3 separate regions of the Mus musculus genome follow, and regions 1 and 3 are each linked to region 2. Evidence: chromatin contacts called from public promoter capture Hi-C data. All regions are on one chromosome and are shown on one strand. Each heading gives the region's core, a stretch centred on a gene start, on an enhancer-like site or on the middle of the called end of the contact. The rest is flanking DNA. Distances are from core to core; before and after follow the strand shown. Region 1 has its middle 200 kb from the start of 4930515L03Rik. Region 2 holds the start of Plxdc2 (plexin domain containing 2). Region 3 overlaps Plxdc2 (plexin domain containing 2).

Evidence for each region. Promoter capture Hi-C pulls out the DNA fragments that hold promoters and counts their contacts.
Region 1: a contact with region 2 is called in a promoter capture Hi-C map of embryonic stem cells, with 2.3 times the contacts expected there. The contact joins the enhancer-like site here to the promoter of Plxdc2 in region 2. A contact is called at or near these places in 6 of 39 promoter capture datasets (the 3T3-L1 cell line, cranial neural crest, embryonic stem cells and 3 more), 2 of 484 Hi-C or Micro-C datasets (cortical neurons and uterus), 3 of 115 datasets of contacts at active chromatin or transcription factors (epiblast stem cells, fibro-adipogenic progenitors and kidney) and 1 of 9 other capture datasets (adipose tissue).
Region 3: a contact with region 2 is called in a promoter capture Hi-C map of second pharyngeal arch cranial neural crest, with 2.1 times the contacts expected there. The contact joins the enhancer-like site here to the promoter of Plxdc2 in region 2. A contact is called at or near these places in 1 of 39 promoter capture datasets (second pharyngeal arch cranial neural crest), 3 of 484 Hi-C or Micro-C datasets (cerebral cortex, muscle stem cells and nephron progenitors), 5 of 115 datasets of contacts at active chromatin or transcription factors (embryonic limb bud, fibro-adipogenic progenitors, microglia and 1 more) and 1 of 9 other capture datasets (adipose tissue).

Annotation. Positions count from the first base shown.
Region 1 is chr2:16,809,513-16,813,530 of GRCm38.p6, reverse strand. No RefSeq gene overlaps it. Among named protein-coding and RNA genes, the nearest start is that of 4930515L03Rik, 200 kb to the left of the region's middle. Within about 2 kb of position 1,425, at least 11 of the 459 cell types and tissues checked have an H3K27ac peak or open chromatin away from gene starts, as enhancers often do. A contact at or near this core is called in embryonic stem cells and epiblast stem cells, where this site is marked.
Region 2 is chr2:16,355,001-16,358,892 of GRCm38.p6, reverse strand. It overlaps Plxdc2 (plexin domain containing 2), which reads right to left and starts at 2,589. Exons shown (of 14, transcript NM_026162.6): 1 at 1,656-2,589. The coding sequence starts at 1,767.
Region 3 is chr2:16,663,079-16,666,704 of GRCm38.p6, reverse strand. The region is part of intron 7 of Plxdc2 (plexin domain containing 2); the gene reads right to left. Among named protein-coding and RNA genes, the nearest start is that of Plxdc2, 310 kb to the right of the region's middle. Within about 2 kb of position 1,999, at least 7 of the 459 cell types and tissues checked have an H3K27ac peak or open chromatin away from gene starts, as enhancers often do. A contact at or near this core is called in second pharyngeal arch cranial neural crest, where this site is marked.

The sequences.
Region 1 (4,018 bases), core at 176-2,675, 460 kb before region 2:
TTGAATCTGTTTCTGTAGAGGGAACATGCCTGTGTGTGCAAGAGTGTGTATGTGTGTGTGTGTATATGAGAGTATGTGAACATGTATGTGTATGAATCTATGTAGGTACATGATTGTGAGTATGAGTGTGTGTGAGTGTGTATATGTGTATCCTGGCTCAGATAACAGGCAGAAACTGCAGACAGAAGCATCAGCTCTTACGTTATTTTCTGCATTGTGCATTAATAATCGCCAGTTACTTGGATACTGCATTGATGTTTTTCATGCTTGACATCAGTATAAAGATGATTTTATTTTTTGGAGCATATAATTAAGCACAATGCATGAGTGGAATTTTTTTCCGTTTTATCTTCAATTTTGGACTATTTTTATACTTAGGTAACATGAAGGGTCAGTGTTCAGGGCTGAATTGTTTCCCTTGCTTAGGCTTACTAGAAACTATTTTCATATATGTGATGGTAAATTAAAATGCAGTAGTAGATAAACAATAAAAAAGAGGCTAAATATCAAAACATGAAATTTTGCCTTGTAGGAATCTTGACTTCTGTGTTGCATGGCTTTTCCTCTTTCTGGGTTCAGAGAGTAAACGTACCCCAGTGTTGCTTTTCTTTTTTAGAATTATAGCAGCTATCCATGGTCCATTGCATTTTATGTTGTTGTTATATATTTCACATGTCATGAATGTGCATCAATGTGTGTGTGCACCTTTGTGAATGTGTGTACATGTGTGTCTAGGTGAGTCTGTGTGTGCATCTGGAGGTCAAAGGTTGATGTTCTGTGTCTCCAATTGCTTTCCAGCTTATTTTTTTGAGACAGGGTCTCTCACTGAACCCCAAACTCAGCTATTTATTTAAGCTAGCATAGCTGTCCAGTAAGCCCCAAGCATTTGTTTGTCTCTACCTTCCCAGCTCTGTATTCTCTGCTCTGGACTGCTATGCCAGGCTTTTTACACAGGTCTTGAGACTGAAACTCAGGTTCCTCTGCTTGTGTTTTCAGTGTTGAATTTACTAAGACATCATCTTTAGAGATGAATTTCAAAACCTGAGGGAACTCTTCTTGAGACCTTGTTTGTGTTTGAATAAAATGTGTAGTGAGAATCTCTGATCTGCACTCCACATCAGGGCCACAGCTCAGCCTGCCTCTGGGTGGCCTGCTGTCCCCAAGAACAGCCAAGTGAGACATCCATGCCCTAACTCACCCTCTTGGGGGCTCCTAGCAAGCCCAGCAACCCTTAGGTCTTCCCTGTCCCCTTTGGGTTCCATCTTCCCATCCACACCTCTACATGCAATCCTGGATCTGCACTGCACTCCTTGGGTCACAACTCAGCCTACTTTCCTGGAGGCCTGATGACATCCTAGACAATCAGAGTCCTGCTGCCATCAGGGACTACCAGCTCTAACTACACCAAAGGTCTTGTACTGCCACACACCCTCCAGTGAAGTCTGTTTGACAGGCTGAGAAGCCTGGGAGCACTCACGAGGCATAGAGTTTCAGGGAAACTCACCTCCTGGAGCTTTGGCATTCTCATTAACCTGTATACTCATACCCTATTCCCGTGTTAGTCTGGGGTATGGATCCACGTGCTCTCTTTTAGTGTTATCTTATTATAAGTGCCTTTTAATATTGAATTCTGACATAGCCAGAGCCTTCACCAGTGTTTCAAGGTTACAGAGCTTGGAATCTGGCAGGAATGCAGTAAGGAAGTTACCTATTCAGTAACTCATTAAGCATTACAAAAGATAGAGCCAGCAGCTCAGAGCTGGTCTGCAAAGTCTTTACTAAGGACAGTAGCAAATCTCACCCAAACAAGGGAATACCATAATAGAGCTAGGGAATCCCACTGAGACAGGAATCTTCTCTACAGCCAGGTATAGCAAGCTTCATATTAGGAGCAAGTTGGTGAATTCTTCTGAAGACCCAGGAAATAAGGGGGAGGGGGGTTGTGGTATTGCAGTATTCATGAGAAGGTCTGCTAGTGCAGAACCCCTGGTGGTGGGCTTAACAATAGACTAGCTTTACACCTGGCTCCCTACTTAGTAGCAGCAGCCTGGTCCCTGCCTTCTTTTGATGCATACATTCCTTTTGTATAGTGGTGGCTTGTATCTCATCTGGCTTCTTGCTATTCTGCTGTATAAACAGTTTGATGCTCGACCTGACAAAATACAAGAGATGGAAGAGCAGATTTCTGAGTTTGAGGCGAGCTTGGTATACAGAGTGAGTTCCAGGACAGCCAGGGCTATACAGAGAAACCCTATCTCAGGAAAAATAGAAGGAAAGAGAGAGAGAGGGGGGGGGGGGGAGAGAGAGAGAGAGAGAGAGAGAGAGAGAGAGAGAGAGAGAATCCCAGGAGAAAGATACGATATAAAAATTGATACATCAGTCAAAGATGTATTAAGAAAATGCCAAATCAAAACGTTTCTAATACAAAGTATCCCGCAAACTTGGGACACTATCAAAAGACCAAGCCTAAGAATAATAGGATTAGAAGAAGAGAAGATTCACAAATTAAAATTCCAGAAAATATCTTCAAAAAAATCATAGAAGAAAATTTCCCCAACCTAAAGAAACAGTTGGCTATAAATGTACAAGAAACTTACAGATCACCAAATGGATTGGATCAGAAAAGAAAATCTTCCTGACACATAGTAATCAAAACACTGAATGTACAGAACAAAGAAATAATATTGAAAGGTGCAAGGGGGAAAAGGCCAGATAACATATAAAGGCAGACTTAACAGAATTGCACCTGACTTCTCCATAGAATGTTGATGTTAGACTAAAAGCCAAAAGGGCCTGGACAGATGTCTTGCAGACCCTAAAAAAGCATAGATGTCAGCAAATCTTGTAATCACCATAGATGGAGAAACCAAGATAATTGGTGGCAAAACCAAATTTAAGCAATATCTTTTCACTAATCCAGCCCTACAGAGAATAATAAAAGAAAAACTCCAACACAAGGACAGTAAAGCCAAGAAAACACAATAAATTAATAATTCCATAGCAAAACCGAAAGAAGAGAAACAGGTGCACACTCACATACACACACATGCACACTAATATCACATCAAAATAAAGGGAACTAACAACCATTGTTCATTAATATCTCTTAACATTAATGAACTCAATTCACCAATAAAAAGACACAGGCGAACAGTGAATGTGTAAACAAAATCCATAATTTTGCTGCATAAAAGAAACATACCTCATCCATAAAGATAGACATTAACTCAGAGTAAAGGGCTTGAAAAGTTTTCCAAGCAAATGAACCCAAGAAACAAGCTAGAATAGCCATTTTAATATCTTGTAAAATAGACTTTTAACCAAAAGTAATCAAAAGAGATGTGGAAGGGACACTTCATACTCAACAAAGAAAACCCTTCAAGATAATGTCTCAATTCTGAATATCTATGACCCAAATGCAACAGCACACACATTTGTAAGAGAAACATGACCAAAGCTTAAATCATACATGGAACCTCACACATTAATCATGGGAGACTTCAATACCCCACTCTCCCCAACAGACAGGTTATAAGATCATAAATTAAACAGAGAAATAATGAAACTAACAGAACTCAGGAGCCAAATGGACTTAACAGATATCTACAAAATATTTTACCCAAATGCAAATATATAACCTTCTGTCAGCTCTTCACTGTACATTCTCCAAAATTGAACATAACGAGCCTCAACAGATAAACAAACAAACAAACAAAAAATCAAACCAAAACAAAAACAAACCAGGATAGCTAAAATAACCTCATAGTAAAATAACTTTTGGAGGTATCACAATCCCTGATTTGAAGCTGTACTATAGGGTAATAGTAACAAAAGCTGCATAGTATTGGTTTAGAAACAGACAGTTTGATCAATGGAATCTAATCCAAGTCCCAGAAATAAATCCACCTGCCTAAGGACATTTGATTTTTGACAAGGAATTCAAAACCACACAATGGAAGAAAGAAAAATTCTTTAACAAATAGTGGTCATCTAACTGTGTTCTTCATGTAGAAGAATG
Region 2 (3,892 bases), core at 1,340-3,839:
TCAGGATGAATGTCCCCTCCTTTTTTGCAAAATTGCTTTGCATATTCATTTACTCCAAATAAGCTTATGGAGATGACTACTGCATCTTTTAAAGTGTTGCTTTCTGAAGAAAGTAAAACTGTTATTTTTTTCAGCCAATGCAATGTGCCAAGAAAATAAACAGAAATATGGTGTGCTAATATAAATTATAAATAGCCAAGAACTTATGTTCATTGATGAGGATGACCAGAGGTGACAAAAAAAATCCAAGAATTTTAATCTCAGCTTTTATCCTGTGGTCTTCATGTGCTGGTCCCCAGCACACACACACACACACACACACACACACACACACACACACACACACACACTTAAATAGGAGCCAGCCTTAAATAGGAGCACCAAGAAAGTAATTTTTTTCCTCTCTTAAAATTTGCAACTCAGGTACACGCATGACTTGGATTATCCTATTTGTCTCAAGATGGTAACATTTTATTCAAGGTTTTTGTAAACTCTTATTCTCACCTGGAGTCCCCAGGTGTACCTCCCGGACTTCTTTCTGTGACTCCTTGAAGGCTGACAGCTGGGTATACATGCATACTTTCTGAAGAACCATTTACCAGTCTTTCTTGAATTAAACAAAGAGGTGTACAGAGCAAAACAGAACCAAAGTGATTGTCCTAACCAGGAAGTTTTCCTTTCTTTTTCTCTTCAAGTGCTCTTTGCTCTCACTCCTGCTGGGAGTCTACAAGAGTTCACAGATTCCTGCCCCAGTGTTTCACTGACCTGCCTGTTCATTTCTTTGCTGAAGGGCAGAGATGGGGAGCAATCTGTGGGGTCACAGTGGAATGAGTGGTCTTGGGAGAAAGCTGGATTAGCCAGTCCCTGCTCAGTAGGAGGACACTTCACTACCACACACCTAACCAGACAGATCACCAGGGCACAGGGTGCGGCCAATTGCAAGTATCTGGAGGCCCTTCTCCTCCAGGGACAGTGTCAAGAAACCCTGAGGAACTGCTGGCATGTTGGGGCCTGTCTGTGAAACAGACAGGCAGAGGACAATGGGGCCAGGGCTTGTCCTCATAGGCACGACTGGTCCCCATCTTCTCCACCTCTTCTCTATCCCTGAACCCCGCTGCTTCTACTGCATCCACTTAGTAACCCCACAATGAGAAAACTAGTGAGGATAGCCTGAAGGAGGGATGTGCAGACACAAGGCGTTTTCCCTTGGCACGGGGCGACCTGCCATCCCTGACTGTCATCAGATTGTTCATCCATCCATCCCTTCCGCGGCGCACAGGGAAGAGCCTCTGAGCTCCAAGGGATGAGAATCCAGAGGGGAAACAACCTGATGTAACCAAGATTCAGAGAGGTATCCGCAGCAGCAGGCTCTCTCACACCCCGACCTCTTTGGGCTACTTGGGGTTAGGCAGGACCACCCCCTGGCGCCCAGGTGGAGTAAGCATCATAGCTTCAGGGAAGTCCTGGTTTCCCACACCTTTTGATCAAGCAAACCTCTTTCCCCATTCGAGAAACTCAAGTTTCCCAGAAAAACAACTAGGATAAGTTTCCCAAGGGCAGATACTTTGGGTGGGTGTGAGATGAGGATGGAGGTTCGAAGACACCGGAAGGATCTTCAGCCACACACAAAAACAATTGAGAAAAGTACTTCTTACCATTGGTATGGTGTCCAGGCTCCCCGTGGGCGAACTGGAACCGGTCTGTTAAAAAGTGACAAAGTAACATAACTCCTGCTGCGGCCAGGTCGGCCCTCCGGAACCTTGCCATGCCGCTGCCGCGACCTCTCTCCCCTGCCCAACGAATTTTTTCTTGAGACCCTGGGCTCCGGGGTTATCCCTGGGGATGGGGCGACACGGCCGAGCTCTGCTGGTGAGTCTTGGGTGGGATCCGGAGGCCTCTGACAGTTTCGCTAGGATTTCACTCCGGGTAACAGAAGTGAAGGAGAGACAGCTGAACCCTCTCCGAACTTCGGGAGCTCTCACTGCAACTTGTCACCCTCGCAGCCCCCAACTGAGACACAATCAACCAAGTGAGGGGAGGAAAGGTCACTTGCAGTAGGGTCGGCAAACTCCCGGGTCCTCTCAGGCAGCGCCACCCGGGCGCCCACAGACGGTGACTTCCGAGCGCCCGCGACGCGCTCCACTGGGTTCAAAACAGATCTAATTCCACTGGCTGCGCCGGTGCTGTTCCAGATTCAAGAGGGCGCTGAGCACCGGAGGAACTTTCCCAGACTTAGGTCTGGCCCCGGCGGGTGGTTGGTGTTCCCGAGAGAAGGAGGTTAGTGGAGGCTGGAGAAACCCCTCTGACAAGTTTTTCTTCTTTGCTTCGCCCAAGGCTGAGCGCGCGTCCTCGCCCGCAGCCGGAGGGATGGGCAGCTCCGGAGAGTAGAGCCGGGAATGCACCAGCTGCTGTGAGCAGAAGAGAGGTGGGGGTGTTTTTTAAAGAAAAAGAAAAACGGGAAAGTGAGGTTGCAGCCTGGTAAGAGAGCCCCTCCGGGCTAGGCAGGAGGTGGCTCCGAACGCCGCGGAGCCCCAGGAGTTTGGTGGCGGAGGCGCCGCCGCGCTCCCCCGCGCTCCAGCTCTACACTTTGGGGAGGGAAGGCGGCTTGCCATTTGCTAGATCTACCGCTGAACCCTCCTCTCTTCCCTCCGCCCTCCTCCCTCCCCTTCTCTCCTCCAGGCTTCTCCCACCTTCCTCCCAAAACCCGCAGCCAGCACCAACCTGTCCATTGGCTGAGCTTTTCTCGGGGGAGAGGGGGCGCCAGAAAAGTCTCCCACAGATGAAGCCCGAGAAGACTGGCTGGGGAAAGCCAGAGGACCATTGCGGCCCCAAACACCCGAGGACTGGTGCGAGTGGGGCGGTGGCAGATTCTAGTCTCCCGGACGCCATCCGCCCACCCGGTTCATGACCTTTGCAGAGGAACCGATGCCGCCTGCACCCTCCAGGCTTCCGTGGCTTTTGGGTGTCAGCCTGCGGGTAGAGAGGGATGAGGCCCCCCAGGGAGCGCCCACTATCTTCTGATTTCCGCCTGGGCACTAAAGGGTTAATAGTATTTCATCCCTCACTGAGGGCTGGTCTGGCAACCGTTGGGTGGCGGGGGAGCAAACCTGAGTCGCTAGGGTTACTGACATCCCCCAACTCCCAGCCCCCATCCCATCAAAAGCCCCTCCTACCCCAGACCCGCACAGAGGGAGGTGGAGGTGGCTCTGGGCTGCAGGGTCCTGAGGCCGCCACCGCGGTTTGGTAAAGTGTCAGAAGGAGGGAAAGGGAGAGTTTAAAGAAACAGGAAGCCCATTGAATTTCCTATAGGGGGTTTAAAGGGTTTTTGCTTGCTAGTTTGTTTTTGTTTTTTCAGCTTGAGGGTCTGCTTCAGCATTAACCCTTTCCAGGCCCCTTATCCGCTTACATTTAATTTAATTTAATTTGCATACACTTAGCCATCTTTTAATGGGGCTAAATAGAAAGCAAAGAGACAATGCATCCTTGGTGAAAAATACATGTTCTGGAGCACTGCCTGGGCTAGTACTTCAATTTTTTTTCCACAAGGAGCAATTTATTTAAGCTTTAAGCCTCAGGTCTCCAGGCATCAAATCAGGAAGATTTTATACTGAAGTTCATAGAAGGTCCTAGAAAGGAGGATTAGCCAAGTGAACTTAATTTTTTAAATCATCTGCTAGCCTGAAGAGAAATGCTCTTTCTTGAAGACAAAGGGAGAGCTAATTTAAACACATTCGAAAGTGTTCTGGGTTCAGCCGATGCTGTAGCTTGTTACTGTCTTGGCCTTGCCATGCTTTGAAGAATGCATGCATGTATGCTTTGAATCCATCTCAACATCTAGCAAAACCCACTGGAAGTGGGCCAAGATTACTGCAAAATTCGATACAGAAATTTT
Region 3 (3,626 bases), core at 750-3,249, 310 kb before region 2:
ACAAACAAACACAATTCTAACTGGTAGCAAATTTCAGCAAAGATTGATATCAACATGTGCCCCCCTGCTTTATGGAATAATGCAGCTACTGAGAAGGGTCTGCAATGATAAGCACTACGTTTAGTGATTGAGTGATATAAAAACACTTTATGTTCACACTTGCTTACTTACTTCAATTTATTCTGTCCCACTCAGCATCCAGCAAATATGCATTGAGCAAACGAACATGCAAATGCCTGCCCTTTAACCTTGTGTTAAAATTGTTTCTATGGTGCTTAAGATTTTATATTATAACCAACATAAACTCACTACTGTGAATAAATCAAAAAGCAATTTAAGTAAGTAAAAAACTTGGTCTTGCTTGGCATATTTGGGCTCAGATGAAAAGTCAATGAAGACACAAAAAATTAAATGAAATAGTTTAACTAGAGTTTCTTGTTTATGGCATCCCTAGAGAAGTTCTCAGATATTTAAGGTTTATGAATTAGAGCTTTCTTTTCTTTTTTTTCTTAAATTTTTTATTATATAAATGCATTTTATACATCAAACATATTAATCAAATTGAGTATTTTGAGAATCAAATAATACATAAAAATATGTTCAACTTTTGTATTCATATCCTTTCATACCCCCAAAATATCATTTTTATTGGATATTTTCTTTATTTTTATTATTATTTATTTATTTATTGTTAGATACGTTCTTTATTTACATTTCAAATGCTATCCACTTTCCTAGTTTCCCCTCCAAAAACCCTCTATCCCCTCCCCCCTCCTGCTGCTCACCAACCCACCCACTCCCACTTCCATGAAATGCAAGAAGGAAGACCAAAGAGAGGATACTTGGATCCTTCTCAGAAGGGGGGACAAAATAACCATTGAAGGAGCTACAGAGACAAAGTTCAGAGCAGAGACTGAAGGAATGACCATTCAGGGAATACCCCACCTGGGGATCCATCCCATAAACAACCACCAAACCCAGACACTATTGTGGATGCCAACAAGAGCTTGCTGACAGGAGCCTGATATAGCTATCTCTTGAGAGGCTCTGTCAGTGTCTGACAAATACAGAGGTGGATGCTCACAGCTATCCATTGGGCAGAGCACAGGGTCCCCAATGAAGGAGCTAGAGAAAGGACCCAAGGAGCCTAAGGGGTTTGCAGCCTCATAGGAGGAACAACAATATGAACTAACCAGTACCCCCAGAGCTCCCTTGGACTAAACCACCAACCAAAGAAAACACATGGCGGGACTCATGGCTCTAGCTACATATGTAGTAGAGGATGGCCTAGTCCATCATTTATGGGAGGAGAGGCCCTTGGTCTTGTGAAGGTTCTATGCCCCAGTATAGGGGAATTAGAGTTTCCTAACATCCAAAGAATTCTGTGTTCTGTGGGGTTTTTTGTTTGTTTTTAAATTCATCTCTGTGGGCTGGGAGATTGGATAGTGCATGAGCACTTGCATAATTCACAAAAGATAAGTCTGAATCCATACCACTCAGGAAATGGCTGGGGGTGGCTGCTCATCAGCCTTTCTGGGGAGTGTGCAGAGAGGCACATCCCTGAGTTCCTGGCCAACCAGTCTCTAGGAAATGCCAAGTTTCAGGTTCAGTGACAGGCTCTCTCATAGTAATAAGGAAGAGATTGACAGCAGAGGATACACAAAGTCCTGTCCTGTTATGCTTTCTCTATGGACACAGAAGATATGCCACAAGCACACAGATAGAGAAACAGACACAAATTCAAACACAAACACACATTTTCTCATGCATATTTACTTATACATACAAACACATTCTCTTACACACACAGATGAACATTTTCACACAAACTCACACACACACACACACACACACACACACACACACACACACACACACACACACTGATCCTTTGGTGAGGTAGCAAATGCCTGAGAATCAAAGGAGCTAGTGGTACAGTGCTGCAAAGGGAAGCAATTTTCTGTTCTACAGAATGAATAATTTTGAAAGGCTTTGTACTTGGATAGAATGGAGATCAGCTTACACCATTCACTGCAGATTTATAGGCTGATCTGGCCTAAGTGAACTAAAGAGAGGACTTTGAAAATAATAAACGAGGCTCTTCTGGAAGGACTTAAACTGCAAGCACTGTGAAATAATTTAGAAGAAAAACATCACACAATTGCTTGTGTTTTCCATCTCACATCAAAAGTTATAATTGTTAAATTACAAATGACATCAATTCAAAATTATAAATTATTGTTTATATAATTATTATGTTTCAAATTTACTGTTGAATGGGTACACTTATACTTGAAAATTCATCATCAATCATATATAATTCCTAAGTTATTTTTAAACTGAAAATATTTATGCAAATATTATACATGGCTGTCAAAATTTGATTTAAATATATGTAGGTACAAGGTTTATTTTTGCCATGTCTAGTATGACAGCCATTTGTCACATGTTGTTCTTGAACTTAAAATTAATTAAGTATAATGTAAAAATCTAATGTTTCAGGTTTAGTAGGCAAATAGAAGTGTGTCTCTGTCACATTTACATATGGAAGAAGCTTCCAGTCATGTAGAACCTGGTGAACAAGAAATGAGGCGCTCTGGGTCAGTGTGCTGCTCTGCTATCATTTCGAGAATTAAAGCGAAAGCTTGTTTTACATAATCGTGACTAACTCCTTGGAACAGTTGTCATGTCTCCAAACATGGGAAAATATTGCTCCTATGTCAAAACTTGTACAAATGAATGTCTTCCAGAGCTCAAATACAAGGGAATTTTGAGACACATTGCTATACAAATTAACTGACGTTTTTTCTTTCTTTCTTTTTTTTTTTTTCTGGACACTATAGGGTGTCCTTATTGAGATGTGCAATATAATAATAGAACAAAAGCACAGGATAGCATAAGCCAGGTCAACATATTTGACGTAAGAATTACTGATGGAAAAGAGCTTAATATATGAACGTGACAGATAATATTGATGAGGAAAGGCATAGACAGAAATATGCTAAGAGATTTGTACACTGTCCCTCTCAGGGCTTGTGATAGAAAACTTTCAGGCAGACCAGCAGCTATATAGTTAAGCTTCCTTGCTAAAACTTTATTTGTGTGTTAAAATAAGTTTCACAGTTTTAAGTTCCTTTGGTTTTGTTTTTCAGGAAACTATGAATTTTCTACTTCTATTTCAGGAAATGAATTCCTTGTTTAGCTCAAAGGGGAGGGGGCGGGGGGCAATGAGGCTGGCTGAAGAAAGTCAGTCAGCCCCCAGAAGTTAAAATCGAATATTGGAATACTAAGTGTGAGGAGAGAGAAGCAAGTCCACGTCGTTAGCAAATGTTAACATGAAAGGGACATCTGTGACTAATCACTAGAGCGTTAACCTAACTGTGAAATGAAGAAAATTACCCATTACTTGGTTTAATAATTGGTTATTCTCAAAATACACTCAGTGAGAAGATCAGAAACAAAAATCTACAGAGGGATTGTTCCCAATAGTGAGACTTCCTAACATAATTTTGCAAGGGACTTAAATATTTACCTATATTCTGTTAGCATAAGTAGCAGTAAGTAATGGATCTCTAGAGATTACCTTATTTTCTAGGATTAGAGGATGGGGGGGGGGGTCCATGCTT